3 separate regions of the Mus musculus genome follow, and regions 2 and 3 are each linked to region 1. A link is a contact called in public promoter capture Hi-C data. All regions are on one chromosome and are shown on one strand. Each heading gives the region's core, a stretch centred on a gene start, on an enhancer-like site or on the middle of the called end of the contact. The rest is flanking DNA. Distances are from core to core; before and after follow the strand shown. Region 1 holds the start of Myh14 (myosin, heavy polypeptide 14). Region 2 holds the start of Grin2d (glutamate receptor, ionotropic, NMDA2D (epsilon 4)). Region 3 holds the start of Zfp719 (zinc finger protein 719).

Region 1 (3,859 bases), core at 496-2,995:
AAGCCTGCTAAGCCATGTGTGGTGGTGCATACCAGTCATTCCTACACTCAGGCGGCAAAGGCAGAGCGATCAGAAGTTCACAGTCATCCTCTGTTATGCAGGTAGTCTCACCTCCCCTTAGGCTGAGCAAGCAGAACTGAAGCTGCCTCTGCAACCAGGCCAGTAAAGACAGATGATGACATCACCAGTTGCTGGGTAGATTTAGCCTTGATGGAGTGGATGATATCCGTAGTTGGCAGGTACGGTTGGTTGGCTACAGACACCTGAGCTGTCATGTCCAAATGGACAATAGAGTGCCAGGATGGCAGAGCTGCAGAATGAAACCCTGTCTCCGAAGCAAAGAAGCAGGCCTGCAGCAGTGGCTCAGTGGTTAAGAGCAGAAACTGTTCTTCCAGAGGACCTGGGTTCAATTCCCAGTACCCACAGGACAGCTCAGAATCATCTGTAACTCCAGTTGCAGGAAATTTGACATCCTCTTCTGGCCTCCGACCGCACTGTATGCACACAGTACACATACATATATGCAGGTAAAAAAGCCATACACACACACACACACACACACACACAGAGAGCCATACACTCACACACATACACAAGGAAACAGCAAGTTTAGGAGACTGTTCAAAGCTGAGGCAGACCCAAGTGCTTAAGGGACTATGAAACAACACGAGCTAAGCAGTTGGAAGACAAGGTGGAGTGTATCTATGTGGTGAGGGCTTTGGGGACTTTGGTATTTACTTATCGTTTGTTTGCTGATTTATTTATTTTTGCAGTAAGGTGATGTAAACTTAGTGCTTTATAGCTCAAGTGCCCTATAACTGAGCCACATCTTAAGCCCTCTTTTTGTACTTTGAGACAGGGTCACACTAAGTTTCTCAATCACTTTGTTTAAACCCATGACCTCAACTCATTGCAGTCCTCCTGCCTCAGCCCGGCAATGCTAGCTAGGATGGTAGGTGTGGTCCTCCAGATGAGGTTGGGGTTTTTGCTTTGTTTTCTGAGACAGGGTCTCCTATAATCTAGGCTGGCCTAGAAATCTTTACATAGCTGTAGGATGACCTTGAACTCCTGATCCTCCAACCTCCAGTTCTCCAGGGCTGGAATGATTCTCTGGTGCCATCACTCCTGCTTTGCAAGGTGACTGGGTGGAACCCAGGGCTTCGTGCATGCTAGGCTAACCCTCTACTGAGTCTCCATATAAGGTCTCAATCGCACCAAGTTCAAGGCTTTAGTGAAATTACGTAGTGGAAACGCTTCACACATCTTTGAGCTCAATAAATGATTCTGACCCATCCACCTGCTTTGGGTCTGCTCACGGTCTGCACTCTACAAAAGCAGTTTCTTGGTGTGTGTCCTCACGCCGGCTCCCGGGGGACCCAGGCATTCCGGCCTCCCGCCGCCCCCTACGGGTGCGCACAAAGGCATCCATTCATGCCTGTTTACAAAGCAGCCCATTCACCCTGTCCCCTTGAACCAGCAGCTGCTGGCCGCTCCCCAAGCATCTCTATTGGTGCTTCCTGCTGGCCATCAGGCCCGGGTCCCGCCTACTGCCGCACATTCTCGGCCAGGTTCTTTTCCCACGCCTGGCACGCTTTGCCAACTTCTGATTGGCCTGGCGCGCCAGCCGCTCTTTTTGATTGGGCAGCACTGAGCCCCAGGGGCGAGGTCTGAGCGGGCCGCAGCAAGTGCTGATTGGTCTGTAATGCCTACCTGTGGGTGGGGCCGTCCACTGCAGGCCCCGCCTCCTTTTCTGTCCAGGCCGAGGCCTCTGGACCGCCCTGGGCGCCGGTGAGTGTCCGGGGACCTCCCCCCCGTGGTGCGCCCCAAGGGTTGGCCAGAGCCTGTCAGACCTGGGGAGGCCGGAGCCGGTGGGGTACAGCGGGGGGTCTTGGAGAGGGGTGGGTCAAGACATTCACCCTGGGTGCAAGCGACCCCAGGGTCAGGGAGAGGTAAGGGGAAGGTTGTAGTCACCCAGCCCGGATTCCCACCTTGTGCCAGACAGCCTGGGGTCATCTCTGACAGCGTCACACGGTCTGTTCTGCAGAAGGGGAAACTGAGGCAGTGCTTGGAACGTTGCATGATAGAACACCTGAGTCATGGTCTCCATTCCCCAGCTCTCAGGACTACCGTGTCAGATGTCAGAGGAGGAAAAAGCTGTGGACCAGAGAGAGAGGGGTCGCGACAGGCAGGGACAGGAACAGAGAAGGATGTGTTTGGCTGGGTGTCCCAGTTTGTTTTGATTTGACTTGGTTTAGTTAGTTGTTTTGGTTTTTTGTTTTGTTTTGGTTTTTTGTTTTTTTGTGAGTTTTTTTTGTTTGTTTTTTTTGTGTTTTTTGTTTTTTTTGGAGATAGCTTCTGAACTCACTGTGTAGACCGAGTTGACCTCAACCCCCAACCTTCCTGCCTGAGCCTCTCAAGGGCCGCGATGACAAGAGTGTGCCACCAAGCCTCACAATGGACATGGGCACTTTAATGTATAACTAAACTCCCCTCCAGTGTAGGAGAATGGATTTGAGGTAGGTTTGTGTGGTTTCCATCTCACAGAGAGTGAAGATATAGACTGGACCGAGGTGGGGAACACAGGGACCTGGTGTGCCTGGCCCTGTGGCTTTTTTTTTTTTTTAAACATCATAATAGTAATCAGGAGTTCAAGACCAGCCTCAGCTACATGATGAGTTCCAGGCGAGCCTGGGCTACTTAAGACCCTGTATCTGAAAAACAAAAAACAAAAATAAATTGTTCTGTAAGCCATACCTCTTAACACCTCTTAAGCCACAAGTTTATCGTAGGCATGATCACCCGATGTCTCCTCCTCGATCACCTTCTCGATTGAGGAGAAGACCCAAGCCTGAGGCTGGCATAGCATTTTGACATCATATCTGAGGATTGGGGCATCCCACTTCCAGGGTTCAGGAAACTGAGATTCTAAGAAAGAAAGAAAGAAAGAAAAAAAAAAAAAAAACCACGATAAAACAGAACAGAGACCTGGGTCCTTTTCCTCAAATAATTTTTGTTGATCTCATGAGCCTCAATTCCTAGCGAAGAAAGTGAAGGTTCAGAAGGCTGGAGGGAGATTCGAACCCTAGCATACTTAGTCCGGCTCTGTGCCAGCCCTTCACCTTTGCCCACAGCCGCCCACTTGGCAACAGGTTCTATCTTTGCTGGCTGCTGTGCCAGGCCCCGCCCCCCGCCCAGCCCGGCAGGTGTCAGGAGACGTCAGAACCCGGTCCTGCCTTCCTGACGGGAGAGGCCCCACCTCTTGCTGGACCGCAGAGCCGGCCTCACCTGGGTGCTGGAGAGGATCTGGACTCGGAGGCCTCCCCATCTCTACCGCCAGGCGCCCAGGTAGCCTCGGGATCCGCGGGATAAAGGAGCTATGCCATAGGGCGCTGGGTCGGGACGAGAGGGAGTTAGGATCCATGCTCCCAGAGCGATAATGAGCCAGGTACCCCAAGTCAGAGGGAAGAAGCTGAGCGTGGAACCCAGTGTCTGAGCGAGGAGAGCAGAGGTCTGGACCCTAGTGTCTAAAGGAGGAGGGCTGAGGTCTGGACTCATGTGTCTGAAGGAGGAGGGCTGAGGTCTGGACTCATGTGTCTGAAGGAGGAGGGCTGAGGTCTGGACTCGTGTGCCTGAGGGAGGAAAGCTGAGGTCTGGACTTCTGTACCTGAGGGAGAAGGGCTGGGGCCAGGATCCCAGGGTCTGAGGAAAAAGGACCGGGTCCTGACCAATCTAGGACTGAGGGAGGAGGCTGGGCTGGGGTCAGTACCCCTGGGTTTGTAGGAAGAGGTTGGGTTCTGGACCCCTGAATCTGAGAGAGAAACTGGGGTCTGGACGTCTGGGCCTGAGGGAGGAGAGCTGG
Region 2 (3,859 bases), core at 399-2,898, 1.2 Mb before region 1:
CTGCTTGGGAAGGAAAGGCAATGAAGAGGGGGGACAGGAGGAGGTATGGCCTGCAGGAGGGGGCACCCCCTTCCCTGGGGAGACAAGTGCCCAGGACCTCCAGAAAGGTGGAGTAATGATTTGGAAGATAAGGGTTCCAGCCAGGGTAGGGGGTGTGTGCCTTTGCCCCAACCCTTGCTGTCTAGAGTGGACCGGCCTGTGCTACCATGGCAACCAGACAGGAGACTGACGGCCAAGAGAGAACCCTTCTGTATCTGGACCCTGGCCCATTCAGGAAGCCCCCAGTGCAGGTCCTTGGAGCTTTATGTGAGCAGAGATCAGGCCCCCAGGGCTCCTCCTCAAACCTAGTACCCAGAAGCCTGGGATCCTGGCCCACCCACCCCAGGCAACTAGTATTCAACAGGGGCCACTGGAGGCAACACTCTTCTTCCTTTAATTTACTAAATTGCTCTGGGCTGGAAGCCAGGGACAACCCCCCCCCCCAGCTCCCCACAGCTGTGCCCCCAACCCCAAGACTGGCCTGTGACTCAGTTTCATCAAGAATGAAAACGAGGGGGGCAGGGACAGGAGGAGGGGCTAAGAATGGCTTAGGGTGGTGGGCATTGTCTCTCCTTGGATACCCAACTAATTTCTCCTTCTCTCTCCCCCATACACCTGACCCCTTTTCCTCTCCCGTTTCCCCCTTACTTTCGCCCTTTTCTTTCCATTTCCTCTGCCACCTGCCTCTGCCTTGCTTTTATGTGTGCTGGGCACCTCCCGGGTGGGGGTCTGGGGCTTCGCCTTGCCTTGCTATTTCTGTCTTCTCTGTATTCCATTCGCTCTGCTTGCCTCTCTCCATCTCCACTCCTTCTTCCTGAGGTTGGTGTGTGCCTGACTCTGGGTGACTGTGGGTCTCTGCTTTGCTTTCTATTCCCCGCAACTTTCTCATCTCTCCGCCTCCCTGTATTTCTCTCTGCATCTCTCCTTGCCTCACTACCATCCTCTGCCGTGCTCCCTCTCCTGTGCTCCCTCTCCTGGGTCTGTGTCCCCGTGAGCCTGGCCTTTCATCTCTCTTCACTCTTTCCCCTCTCCTTGACCATCTCTCTCGCTGTCCCCCTCTCCTTTGCTCTCACTGGCGTTCTTTTCCTGGTCTTTGTCCCATCTCTGGGTCTCTTTCCCATCTGTTCGATCACTGCCCCTTCCATGCCTGCCTTCTCCCCCCACCTCTTACCTCTGCATCTTCCCTGACCCCATTACTCACCCCCTCCCGCCTTTGTGCCTCCTGGTTCCCACATTTCATTCCTTCATCTCACCCCCCCACCCCTCCCTCTATTTGGGTTCCATCTTTCCCTTCCACTCCCTCCATTGCCTTTCCCGCTGTCTCTTCTTGTCTCTGGTCTCTGTATGTCTCTTTCCTGCCTCTTTCCCTCTCTGTCTCTCCATTTCTTCCCGTCTCCCTCTCTTCATTTGTCTCCCTCTATGCTTCTGCCGCCGCGCCTTCTCTCACCCAACTTTCCCCTCTCATCCTGACTCTGCATCTCCCTCACTATCTGGGTCTCACTGTCTCTGTCGCCTTCCCTATCTCTGTTTCTCGATCTCTGTCTCCTCCTTCTGTCTCGTTCTCCCTTATCTCTGTCCCTCATCTCTGTTTCCCTCCGTGTCGGCCCCTCCCTCTCTCCATCACCCAACCTTCCCCTCTCGCCCCGTCTCTCCCGTGTCTCCCCTCGGGCTCTGCCCTCGCCTCCCGTCCACGCAGAGGCCGCCCGGCGGGGCCCGCAGGCGATGCGCGGCGCCGGTGGCCCCCGCGGCCCTCGGGGCCCCGCTAAGATGCTGTTGCTGCTGGCGCTGGCGTGCGCCAGCCCGTTCCCGGAGGAGGTGCCGGGGCCGGGCGCGGCCGGCGGGGGCACGGGCGGGGCGCGGCCGCTCAACGTGGCGCTGGTCTTCTCTGGCCCGGCGTACGCGGCCGAGGCGGCGCGCTTGGGCCCGGCCGTGGCGGCGGCAGTGCGCAGCCCGGGCCTGGACGTACGGCCCGTGGCGCTGGTGCTCAACGGCTCCGACCCTCGCAGCCTTGTGCTGCAGCTCTGCGACCTGCTGTCGGGGCTGCGCGTGCACGGCGTGGTGTTCGAGGACGACTCGCGCGCGCCCGCCGTCGCGCCCATTCTCGACTTCCTGTCGGCGCAGACCTCGCTGCCCATCGTGGCCGTGCACGGCGGCGCCGCGCTCGTACTCACACCCAAGGTGCGCGCGACCGCGGGGGACGGGCCGCCTCGGGGGCGGGGCCTTGCGGCTCGGGGGCGGGGCCTTGCGGCTCGGGGTCTTGGATCGGACGTAGTTTTGATTGACTTGAGGCGGGAGGTTCGTCGAGGGGCAGTGCCTGCGTAGGCTGAAGGGAAAGACCTTTGAGAGGCGGGACCTATGATAACTTGGGGGGCGGGTTGTATTAAGATGGGGGGGGGGGGTTGTAAGGACGGAGACAGTAACTAGGGGGTGGAGCCGTCCGTTGGTCAGTTTCCATGTTGGTGGTTAAAAGTCAAGTCTATACAGTGAGGAGTCTGATTTGAAGAGATGTGCTCTATGGGGTTCACAGCACCTTTCAGGGGTCACCTACAAGGGTCAGATCAATAATCAGGAAAGAGGTGGGTTACAATGAGGATTGAGGAAAAGCCAATGGCAGAAGAGATAGATTTAATGAGTGACGACAAGGTCAGAAACTAGAGTTATGGCTCTTGGACCAATGAGGGGAAGAGTCAGTTGGAAAGGGATGGGGTTCAGAAAGAGATGGAGTCTAGTGTCCAGGAAGGCAGAGATGGGAACCATAGGATAAGAGAACTAGGTGCTGAAGGAGGGCATGGTGGGAGGCTTAGCTGGAGGCTTGGAGCCTAGAGGTGTAGGAATGAGAGCAGAGCCATGCATTCTGAGAGTTGGACTGATGAGAAGCAGGCCAAGCCCAAGGACCCTGCTAGTGCTCAAGGATGGAGGGATCCAGTGGAGAAGGCCGAGGGTAGACCCACTCCAATGGATGTAATAAAAGGACTTTGCTGAGAGAGGAGGAAGTAGGCCCTTGAAGTGGGGTTTGAGAATGAGCTTGTCAAACTGTAAAGGTACGGAAATGAGGATTTTGAACCCAGAGAAAACCAGAAACCTGAAGTGGAGTCAGGAGAGACTGGTCCTGGTAGTAGCCTGGAAAGAGACCTGCCCCCAAAGGCCTGGGTGGGGACAGTGGGTTGTGGTAGGCCTTTGGTACCAAAGAAGAGACATGGACTACCCTAATTTGCAGATGAAGCCTGAGAAAGGGGTGTACTAGATGTGGAGCAAGTGAAACCTAGAAGTGGGGTTGGCTGAAGGATGGGGCCGCCTGGGTGGATGGAACCTAAACCAACCAGTTGCCGGCTAGGAAGGCCTGTGACCTTGTTCCCAGAGCACCATTGCATCCGAGGGCCCTCAGGTCTGCCCAAAACATTCTGGGAAAGACCTCTATCCGGCTTCTTTGTTCTTGGCTAGATTTGTAGGCAGATATGTAGGCCTGGCTGCTCCCTCCATAGAACACTGGTGTACACAGTCCCTTGTGCTTCCATTGTTGGTGACTGTGCCCCACTGAAAATTGCTATCCACTTTGTATGTAGCCTGTCACCTTCAGGGACATATATAGTTCACTGCCCTGGGGGAGGGGGGGAAGTGTTATCGTTGCTGCTCCAGCTGTGCTAAATGAGTGCCAAGACCTAGTCTGTTCATAGCCATCCCCTCTGAGGGGTGAGGTCGTCTGTGAGTCTCCAATGCATGCTGGGAAGGCCCCTCTTTTCAGGACAGCTGTCTTGTACCCAGCACTAAACCACTGGCATGTGCCAAAGGAGAAATTCTGATTGCTGTTTGCATGTAGGTG
Region 3 (3,859 bases), core at 962-3,461, 1.1 Mb after region 1:
CTAATTGTTGAGGAGACCAAAGACAACTAAACTTTTGGTTTCTGGAAACTTTGGTTGCAGACCTACAATCCCGGCACGCCAGAGGCAGGTGGATCACAGCCACACTTGAGGTCAGACTGGCCTACAAACTGAGTTTCAGGCTAGCCGGGGGTACATAGAATAGCCTGTCAAAAGATAGGAAGTAAGGAGGGAAGGAGAGAAGGAGGGAGGGAGACAAGAGGAGGGAAGGAAGGAACAGTGGCTGGAGAGATGCTCAGTGGTTAAGAGCAATTGCTGCTCTTGCGCATGCCTCAGGCTCAGCACCTATCTGCACATGTGGCTCACAGCCTCCTGTGTCTGATTCCAGGGGAGCAGATGGCCACTAGACACACACTTGGTGTCCCTTGGTGACCATCGGTCAGACACTCATACACATAAATTTTAAAAGATGAAACACACACACACACACACACACACACACACACACACACACACGGCTGCTTTTACTAAAAAGCATTATGTATGTCTTTAGCACTTCAGCTCTGACTTAAACGCTAACCTACTTCATGCCCAGCCTGGCCTCCATAATGTAGACATCCTCCAGCCTCCGAGTGCAGAGTGCTAAGATTACAGGACAGTCATGTGCCACCACAACCTGCAGCACTACTTTAATACATAAAGCTTGATTTCTAAACTTAACCTCAAATCTGTGCACTAGAGACAGACATGGGGCCACTAGGTCACTTTACCTCTCCGCCTGCTCAACGTTACCACTGTATGGAGTCTCAACCTCTGCTTTTCTTTTTTTCCTTAACATTTCTTTAGGAGGTGGGGAATAATTGGAGAAGGCAGCTCGCCCAACATTAACGGAAAAAAAAATTTTTTTTTAAAGATTTATTCTTACTATTCAAACATTTAAAAATGAAACGTGTGTGGGTGTTTTGTCTGTCTTTGTCTGTGCACCATTAGCTGGGAGGCCAGAAGGGAACACGGATCCCCTGGAATCGTCCCACCAGGCAGTTCCAAGGCACCATGTGGTGTGGGTGCTGGGAACCCAACACTGCTGACCCACATCTCCACTCTCCTGCCTTTCCTCCTCACTGGTCTCTTCAGTAGGCAGACTGGATGAGGCTGGCCCTTGCCTGTTTGGATGCAGGAACCCAGGCTTCTGCCTTACAATCTTTTTACAGCAGCACCTTTCTGCGTAACTGCCAATTACCAATCCTTGCCAAATTCACAGATCCCAGGCACAAGTCAAACCTCCGATCAGACCTCACATCAGCAAAGGACTGCAGTATTTATGTAAACTTTCAATTGTAACTGAAATGACTAGTTTTTTCTTAAATCTTTCTTCTGTCTTCAGTTGCATACGGGGGAAAGGAAATATCCAGAACACCTAAGGGCAGCCCCAAGGCTATGTCCCCGCTTAGATAACTGTGACCACATTAAATATACCTAAACACATCTCCTGGCTTCTAGGCAGTGCCTTCTATTGCTAATACTGCTTAGGCTGACAGAGATGGAGGGCACTGGGTCTCCAGTTTGGACCAAACGTAAATAAATTCATTTCCCCGTTTTCTCTTACTCTTTGGAGTTTATCTCCTCTCGAAGGCCAGTGTTTGACCAGGAGCCAGGGCTCCAGTTACCAGCTACTCAAACAGCCCAGAAAGCGACGCGGTCGCCCTCACAAAGCACCCTACACTGGCCTCAAGCTCCATCGCCTGACTCCTAAGCCAATCACAGACTGAGCGGATCACAAGCCATCTCAAGGTCCTCGCCCTGAAGCTCCCGGATGCTGCAGCGCCCACTCACTGAGTCCTGCCCCGAATGCCCTCACATGGTAATTTTCACGGACGACGGTGGGAAATCCCACAGGACAGCATACTGGGAAGTGACAAAATACAGACGCGGAAAACCCGCAGGAACAGAATGAAAGAGAACCGAACGACCCCCACTTTATCCACCTCATCCCCCCCTGGGGCCGATTCAACCATCACTCAGCACAAACCGGCGCTCAGCAGCACAGCGTCCTCTGCTCCACATCCACTCACCTCACATTACACCTTAGAGAAGCTCTGCACACGGCACGCCAGGACTGCGAGACTTCCGCCCACAGACACCCACAATTCCATGGGTTCGGATTCCAAACACCCACGCTACCCTGGCAACGACAGGAGAGGCGAACTACTTTAAGATCTGAGCGGATGTGATCACTCTAGGCCACTTCCGATTTGAATAAGGGTTCCCTCAGTTCACTACCACGTAGCCCTGGGTGGCGCGCATGCGCACCACCACTGGCGGAAGTCTGTCTTGCCAGTACTTATTATGGCTCATCTGGTGGTTTCTGATTTTTTTTTTTTTTTTTTTAACTTCTTCCTAGAAAGTGCCATGGCTGAACCCACACTCCCGTGACACAGAGGCAAGCATCAAAGCGCAACGGTTCCATACAGCCGACAAGAATGTGATAGGTGAAAGTCCAAGGCTGTCTCACATGCTTAGGGGATTTATTAACGTCTTGTATGTGTATATAATTCTAAGACACTGTAACATTACATCTTCCTAAATGTACCTTTTTTTCCCCTGTATTTTATTAGATTTACTTTATGTATTTTTGCCTGCATGTTGAGTTTATAGCATCCAGGACAGCTGCAAGAGCAACAAGTGCTTTTAATCTGTTTCTCTTTTTCTTCAACTTTCTCTTGATTTTCACCAGAATTGAAAGAAGTTCTTATTTTTGAGATGACCTCACTATATTGGTCTGACTGGCTTGGAACCGGACATGAAGGTCATTCTGGCCTTGGACTCTCAGACATCTCATGGCCTCTGTTTCCCGAGTGCTGGGATTAAAGATGTGTATCACCACACTGGCCTTTTCTAATTTTTCAAAAATTGAAAACTATGTGGGGTTATTAGGAAACAGGAGGTAAGTCATATGGAACACCAACGGTGAGAAACTGAGATAAGCCATCATTTACGTCATACTGAGGCATCTCACGGTTCCCAGAGGATAGAAACCTGTTCTTACTTAGAAGTAAAATGTCTTCTAAATCGCATAATAGAAATAATGTAGAACTAGGTGGGCAGTGGAAATAATGATAAACAGGGACACTAGTCAAATGGGAAAAACACCTAGCACTGTAGTGAATAAATTAGTAGACCTAATGTACATTATAAGAATAAAGTATAAAATTGTGTGAGTTATCTCCATATTAAACACATTCTAGCCCTGGACAGTCTAGAACAGTGGTTCTCAACCTGTGGGTTATGACCCCTTTGACAAACCTCTATCTCCAAAAATATTTACATCATGATTCATAACAGTAGCAAAATTACAGTTATGAAGTAGCAATGAAAAATATTAGAAAGGTTGAGAACCACTGGTCTGGAACTATGTAGACCAGGCTGGCCTTGAAGTTACTCTGATCTTGTCTATACCAGGGAAGTTCTAGGATTACAACAATGTGCAATCATGCCCAGTTCACACATAGTCTAGAGCTTCCCACTGAGAACAGACTACAGGAATAATGATTTAGGAAACAGTTTCATCATCAAAGATACACCTCAGGAGTCCCAAAAGAGTGGACTCAGCCATCCATCACCACAGAGCAAAATTATGATAAGTTAGGCACCAACGTGTTCTTCCGGAATTTCTTTTTGTTTTGTTTTGTTTTGTTTTGTTTTGTTTTGTTTTGTTTTGTTTCGAGACAGGGTATGTAGCCTTGGCTGTCCTGGAACTCACTTTGTAGACCAGGCTGGCCTCGAACTCAGAAATCCCCCTGCCTCTGCCTTCGAAGTGCTGGGATTAAATGCATGCGCCACCATGCCCAGCCCGGAATTTCTTTCAATAGTTTTCCCTCTTTAGTCAATAAACAATGCTCAT

What was found. Promoter capture Hi-C pulls out the DNA fragments that hold promoters and counts their contacts.
Region 2: a promoter capture Hi-C map of liver shows a contact between it and region 1, with 4 times the contacts expected there. The contact joins the promoter of Grin2d here to the promoter of Myh14 in region 1. A contact is called at or near these places in 2 of 39 promoter capture datasets (both in liver).
Region 3: a contact with region 1 is called in a promoter capture Hi-C map of neural stem cells. The contact joins the promoter of Zfp719 here to the promoter of Myh14 in region 1.

What each region holds. Positions count from the first base shown.
Region 1 is chr7:44,668,729-44,672,587 of GRCm38.p6, reverse strand. It overlaps Myh14 (myosin, heavy polypeptide 14), which reads left to right and starts at 1,745. Exons shown (of 42, transcript NM_001271540.1): 1 at 1,745-1,788. 2310016G11Rik (RIKEN cDNA 2310016G11 gene) reads right to left here. Exons shown (of 5, transcript NR_152106.1): 2 at 3,286-3,389; 3 at 2,755-2,925; 4 at 1,989-2,154.
Region 2 is chr7:45,864,470-45,868,328 of GRCm38.p6, reverse strand. It overlaps Grin2d (glutamate receptor, ionotropic, NMDA2D (epsilon 4)), which reads left to right and starts at 1,648. Exons shown (of 12, transcript NM_008172.2): 1 at 1,648-2,217. The coding sequence starts at 1,762.
Region 3 is chr7:43,577,938-43,581,796 of GRCm38.p6, reverse strand. Zfp719 (zinc finger protein 719) reads right to left here and starts at 2,211. Exons shown (of 4, transcript NM_172482.1): 1 at 2,031-2,211.